Regions from separate parts of the Bombyx mori genome. Here region 1 is linked to region 2. The links are chromatin contacts, called in public Hi-C maps. All regions are on one chromosome and are shown on one strand. Each heading gives the region's core, a stretch centred on a gene start, on an enhancer-like site or on the middle of the called end of the contact. The rest is flanking DNA. Distances are from core to core; before and after follow the strand shown.

Region 1 (3,738 bases), core at 260-2,759, 58 kb before region 2:
AATTAGTGATTAAAAATATATCATCACGCACAAATTTATGACGCTATCTTTTTAATTACGGATAGTTCACTTATTTTAAGACCTCACCTCGAGAATTGCTTAGCCTCGACTGCAAACATTGAAATCAATAAAATTAATATCCTTGGTTACTTACTCTGAACAATCGTTGTGAAATAATAATAAAAAAAATTAAAACAAAAAAAAACCTTCCAATAGAATAATACTCTCTTTGTAAACGTAGGTGAATATTTGGAATCAACCGAAGTCTCTGTGTATACACAGATGAGTTTGTCGGTAGCTTCTTGACTATAGAAAATTTTGAGTGATGCTAGATGGATGATAAGTTAGGGCTACTTGTAAATTCTGGTGACTTATCATCGTTCGGGCCGTGAACAGTCTTCCACATTTATAGGATTAAAACACAAACCAGACCATATCTTTCAGCTGTAGCTCTGTGATAGGATGAGATGATTTTAATCTATGTAATTATATGTAAAATTAAATATTAAAATATAAGTGGGTAGTTTGAGAATAATATGTTGGAGTGAATATAAAAAAAACGAATGTGTGTTTGTTTACGTTTGTCGTCTGCGCCTTATTGCCGTAAAGTATTTGTGGGTAGGTTCAGAGAAGATTGTTGTCATAGGACACGTCAGAAGAAGTTTTTACAAACCGGTGTATTTTTCGTTTAGCTATAGTCTGAGAGCATTACATCTGAAGCTTTCAAAAGGCAATTTCATGATGATGATACTATCACATCGAAGGGTAAAGGCGGTTCAAGCGACATTTCGCTTAACACGCAACATTTATCTTTGTAATAATTAAAGGTGCGTTTTATTTGGTACTAGCGACCCGCCCTCGCTTCGCTTCGGAAACTGTAATTTATTATTGATTTCTCCACTATTTAACGGATGTTATTATACATATAAACCTTCCTCTTCAATCATTTTATCTATTAAAAAAAACCGCATCAAAATCCGTTGCGTAGTTTTAAAGATTTAAACATACATAGGGATATAGGGACAGAGAAAGCGACTTTGTTTTATACTATGTAATGATTAGCATCAACAGAAAGGAAAATTTGTCTTAAAGTATTGCAGTTTCAGGGGCCTGTTGCGGCTGCCTATATATTTCCACCCTGAGTATATTTCATCATAGATGGCGTGTCACTCAAAATACGCATATTTATTTAATAATTTCAATAATCATTTGTACTGTGGGAATACTTAGTTGCACCGAGCAGTTTCAAAGAAATCACCACAATTAGAACTTTCAATAGTGAATGTACTCTAAAAAATGAAGGTAGTTGAAAAAAAAACCCTACTGATTTAAGTTGTGAATTATAAATTATCAGTATTTTTATTTTTAAATTAATTAAATTTTTAATGCAAACAATTAAATACGTTTGGTTACTTATTATTATAATTTATTATTTATCTATTGAACATTAACGATGTGTGCTCTTAAGGAATGCAGGATAAATAAATTTACAAATTCATTATTTAAGTACCTCTACCTGTGTGTGAAATTGTTCAAAGCTTACAATTCTCTGTAAATAAATGTGTTCAATATTTAAGATAAGTGATTAATTATTTTTATACGGAATAAAGAAATGGGCCTTTGTTGTCTAATTTGAACATGTATGATGTTCTATGCTATTGATTTATTGTTATTTAAAAATGAGTGACAATAACAGTGGAGTGTGTGCGAGTGGACCACAGATTAACTTGAATGTGAACGAGGATAAATGTGGGTTATTTAATCCATTGACTGCTATGTAGGTCACCGTTATCAATACGCCGGAATATCTAGTAGACTCTGGGAAAGACGAATCCGAAGATACCGAGTATTAATATATTTGTAAGAGATCTAAAAGACTAAATCTATTTATATATATAAAATAGAATTGCTGTTCGTTAGTCTCGCTAAAACTCGAGAACGGCTGGACCGATTTGGCTAATTTTGGTCTTGAATTATTTGTGAAAGTCCAGAGAAGGTTTAAAAGGTAGATGAATATGAAAATGCTCGGTTATTAAATAAAAATAACAATTTAGTTTTTCCTTTGATGTGTCCCCCGTCGGACGGATTCCTTTTGTTTGTTTTATGTTTATTTTATACAAAAGTTTAGGTCTTTTATTTATCGATTGAGGCACTGCGAAGTCTGCCGGGTCAGCTAGTCATAATTAAAAATGAAAGTAAGAAAAGTTGGGCAATCCAAGCGCTTGGTGACAGAAATCGACTTAATTACTCAAGTGACAGTCAAAGGGTTAAATAACCAACATTTATTATTAACGTATGTGTCTAATCCAGTGATTCTCAACCACTGTTCCGCGGCACTTTTGTGTGCCGCCAAATTTCAAAAGTGTGCCGCCAAATTTTGCGAATATTTATATTAATGTTAATATTATTAAATTATATCATTTTAAAAGAAAAAATATTTTAAACATGTATATATATTTAAATCCACAAAAAAAAATTATAGTATATTTTAGTTTATTTCGTATATTAAATTTTTTTGATAAACTATTTATGCAGTGTGTTCTAGTAAGTAAATAATTTTTATCTTTTTTTTTGTGTGCCGCCAAATTTTGAAATCGTTAAATATGTGCCGCAACAAAAAAAAAGTTGAGAATCACTGGTCTAATCTATCAAACTAGTAAACACATTACGGCCTTAAAATTAGTCATTAAATAAACAAAATGTTTATACTCGTCTAATTAGGACCTTAGATTTTTGAATTCCCTCAAATCATTAAGGGACCAATTTAAGGATCAATAGCGAAGAACAAAAAGAAATTACTGTTGTTCTGTATTTCAATTAATTAATGTTAATGTTGGAAAACAATAATTTATTAATGGCAACCCCGTTGTTGCGCTCTGGCAACTACCTACTGTTAATGTTTAGTTCCTGTTTAATATTTAATAATTAAAATGTAAACGTACAGTGATTGTGTTGTGAAAATATTTCATTTTAAATTCAATTTGAATAAATACATTTTATTACACGTTCTTGTCTTTTTATTTTATCAAATAACTGGTCGAGTAGGGTGTTCATGTTTTTTGACTTTGAGGGTCTTGTTTCCGAAGTGCCAGATTTTGATATTTTTTCTCATTTCCGGGAAAATTTGGTGCTTTTATTTTTATCTGTGCTGGATGCGTTCGGGAACTAACTAACTTTCCTGGTGTTGATCAGACATAACACATGAACGCCGCTGTCCACCTTGAGACATGAGGTCGGAGTCTCAACTATATTGTGTAACAAATGACCCAGCTTCCGAACTGGATACGTGGCTGCTTTGTGACAGGAAGAGTTGCAATTCTGGTACCAATATTATTAATCTTCTTTATTTCTTCAATGCTTTTTTTAATCAGATTGATTAAAAAAAGATATTTTCTTTTCTGGGTTATACATTGTTAATAAGTGTGGCTTAACAAATCTATTTTCAAATACATTTGTTAAATGAATACAAATCGTTTATTGTTACAAAAAAATTAGTTAAATTTCCACTTAAAAACACAATAAAATGAATTTAAAGAAAGAGACTGCTTAATTCTCAAGACCTCCCCGTTATAATGGCTTCCCTCATCCTGGCAGTGAGGGCTGCCATCTTCCTTGCTCTCCGGAGTGTCCTCTCCCTGTCCTTCGCCAGTCGGGAGCTCCTCGCATCAGTAAGGGCCGCTCTCGCAGCATGCTCCGCCCTGCGGGCCGTCTCCATTGCAGATATTTCCTGACGCAGCA
Region 2 (3,382 bases), core at 249-2,748:
CTGTCTTCGTCTACTCGGAGAGCTTCGTGGATGCTGGAATCAAGTGTAATGCGGATCTGGTCAAAGCATCACATTAGGCTGTGAATCCTCGATCTTTGCCTTCCCTTTTACCAGTAACCACCAGTTCTTCGTGATTGTCTATGTCTTTCTCCCTATCTGGCAATGCGTGTGATGTATTCGTGGATTCACTTAAGACAGATGCTGGAAGGCCTTGTTTTGATTGTGAGCTTAGCAAATACAGATAGATGCGTTGGTTCGATGTGTACCTCAATATCACTACATAGTATAAAACAAAGTCGCTTTCTCTGACGGAATTTGATGCGGTTTTTTTAATAGATAGAGTGATTGAAGAGGAATGTTTATATGTATAATAACATCCATTAAATAGTGGAGAAATCAATAATAAATTACAGTTTCCGAAGCGAAGCGAGGGCGGATCGCTAGTATAATACTATAATAATGTAATTTTAGTCTTTTCGCGTTTAGATAGACGCGGGGTCGTCTGATGTGCTTGTGATCAGAGCGGCCAAACTATATCGTGCAGTGCAACCCGATGTATTCTGATCGCATCTTTGCGGCTGTGCAATATAATATACGACTTATACAGAGCTGAAACCGCAGGGAATGTATCAGGTGCGGTTATTGTCACTGAGATTCTTGAAAAATATTCAATCACATTAAAACCTCTGAAGTCGTCGTGGCCTAAAAGATAAGACGTCCGTATCAAGCGATGCGGCTATTTCGGTGCTCGAATCCCGCAGGCGTTTTTTTGTAATGAAATGTCTAGGTTTTTTTATTAGTCATATTTTATATATTATTTTTTAAATAGCCTTCCACCCTTCGATGTTATAAGCAGTATTTGACGGCTGCTTCCCATCGGGACGCTATTTTCGGGATCATAGAATAACCCAGTACCGAATTAAAAGGCAATTTGACTTGGCCACTAATGATTGGACGCGAAAGAACCTTGTTTAGGACGAAATCGTTATTCATTGTAGCACATTAAGTAATTCCTTGCACTACTGCATTAATTAATCCTCATAAAATAACTCAATGGTAAGCCGTTGATTACAAATTTTAGCTTTAAATGTTGCTTTTGTAAATAAAAAGATGGCGCGGAGCGAGTGCTTATTCTGCTGAAAAATATTCAATTGTGTATATAAATTTTATAATCTATCATCGAATTACAGTTAAATAGAAGGCAATCTTAGTCTAGTTACCAGGTCATAAAATCCCTTAAAAAAAAATAGAAGGCACAGGGATGGTATATTATAATGCCTAAATGATTTTATTGAACAAACGATACCTTCTTACCAATAGAACAGCTGTTAGAGATTGTTATTTCAGTTAAAAACTTGTTTACTGAATCAAGCGTCGTAAACTAAACAAAGCGGCCGACACAGGATGATCTTGCAAGGGCAAATCGGTACAATTGTCTGCATCCTGCTGTGCCCCGCTTCCTGGCTCGTCGCGACCCTATCACCTCTTGATAAGTCATATTTTAGCTTAACAGCTAGTATACACATGATTGCGTTAATCCGTGCGGATGCATGGTCACATCGATTTGACAATCGTTTTAAATTAATATTTATTTTTCATGAATGTTTTCGTTTTATCAAAGCATCCATTAAATTTTGTGTCTAACCGTTAGTTAACCTACGTTATAAATAAACTATCGTTACATCTCTAATGATTAAACAATAACACAAAATTTTAGCAAAAACAGAAATCCGACTACGACAAGATAAAATGCGAATATCAGCTATGTAGTTGAAGGCAGTTAAATTATGCATTATGAAGGATAATCAAAAATTAATAGTCGGATTAAATGTGGCCACATAAGAAGCACCAGCTTTAAAAAACTGATTACCTAGAAAAAATACACTAACGAATTGATAATCATCTCCTTTTTTGAAATGAAATTATAGGAAGTATAATTTTAAAAAAAGCAGTAAAATAGAAAAAAAAGGTTAAACTTTTTTTTGTGCTAGTTTAACAGCCCGTCCCTTGAATGACTACCCAAAAATAATAGATACCTATCCACAGCACTCAGTTTCTATAACTTGGATAACTTTAACCCTGTACTGTTACTCGTATATACATATATACTTATACTAGTAAACCCGGTCGAGCTCGGCGATGCCTATCGCTAATTGTATGAAAATTATCAATTACTCCAAACTGATCTTCCTATATAATCTATACGTTATTATATTCTATGTTTTTAAATTATAGTGAAGACTCCGATCAAAATGGGTCTGGTAAATTTTGCGTCAAAGCAAACAAACATCCATCCTCACAAACTCGTCACGTCATTTCAGATCCTCCCGATCCACTGTAGGTGACTTTAGGCATTCCAAGCACCGGTCACCGTTCACGTCGAACTCGTCAAACGCGACGTTGACGCAAAAGTTTGACGAGCGAACTAGCCCATAGACACAATCCAATTGGTTTGTCGTCGAATCTTCTCAGTGGGTCGCGTTCCCTATCCAGTGGTAGATTCAGCGAAGCACTGCCCTTGCTAAGGTTAGCAAATACGCCAAGCTGAGCCCCGTGAGCTCGCCTACAAGTCATCGTGAAATAACAATAGTCCCTTGAGGCTACTAGCAATAGCAACAAAAAAACTCGGGTAAAAGAAACCGAAATGTTAATGATATCAAACAACCTAAGCGTTACTTATAGCGGAGTCAGATGACAGTGCTCCTGATTCCTTAGCATATAACACTAATATTTACTGAATTCCACGCAATGTATCACTTAAACAAAAATCATATAACACCGAAGCCGGCGGCGAGCTTAAAAGACGCCGCAGAATAAAAATCTCGTTGACAAAATACGAACGAACATAAACAGCAATTATTGTTATTATTTATTGGAACTAGTATTGATTTATGTAAACTTCAGGGTAATAGTACATTAATTTTCACTACGAAAACCACTCCAATACAGACTACGTAAATTATCGTTTTCCTAAAAACATTGCAAGAAGAGTACTTAATGGCAATGTAGAAAAAAATCCTCATATGTTTCTGCTTTTACGTAATAAAATAATTTTAGTAGATATCTAAGTTAATGAACACAATAGAGTCGAATTTCCTCATACGAAGTAACATTATACAATTTGTTCTGAACACCGAGGCCAAACGTTCACCTGATATTATAGAGCGTACACACACATTTAAATATATTGTACTAGATGCGGCTCACCACCTCATTGGAAATACGCGTGTCTCTCAAAAGGCAGGACTATAACTGTGTGATGCCTAGGATAATATCACCAACTTTTCCCTGTGTGTCGTAGAAGGCGACTGATGGAGAATGAGTAGCAGCGTTTTTAAGTACTTTTACTTTTCTAGAATAATCTACAATTACTGGCCGTAGG

Evidence for each region. Hi-C and Micro-C count contacts between places; a contact is called where the count stands out from the background.
Region 1: a Hi-C map of midgut shows a contact between it and region 2, with 2.1 times the contacts expected there. The contact joins two enhancer-like sites. A contact is called at or near these places in 2 of 7 Hi-C or Micro-C datasets (midgut and whole pupa).

The regions. Positions count from the first base shown.
Region 1 is chr16:2,466,167-2,469,904 of ASM3026992v2, reverse strand. It overlaps LOC101736190 (rhomboid-related protein 2), which reads left to right. Exons shown (of 7, transcript XM_012692748.4): 7 at 1-3,004. LOC101736327 (trichohyalin) reads right to left here. Exons shown (of 5, transcript XM_021349766.3): 5 at 3,452-3,738. The coding sequence ends at 3,554. Among protein-coding and RNA genes, the nearest start is that of LOC101743410, 12 kb to the right of the region's middle. Within about 2 kb of position 1,509, at least 1 of the 8 cell types and tissues checked has open chromatin away from gene starts, as enhancers often do.
Region 2 is chr16:2,408,152-2,411,533 of ASM3026992v2, reverse strand. The region is part of intron 1 of LOC101743410 (WW domain-containing protein tag-325); the gene reads left to right. Among protein-coding and RNA genes, the nearest start is that of LOC101736327, 18 kb to the left of the region's middle. Within about 2 kb of position 1,498, at least 7 of the 8 cell types and tissues checked have open chromatin away from gene starts, as enhancers often do.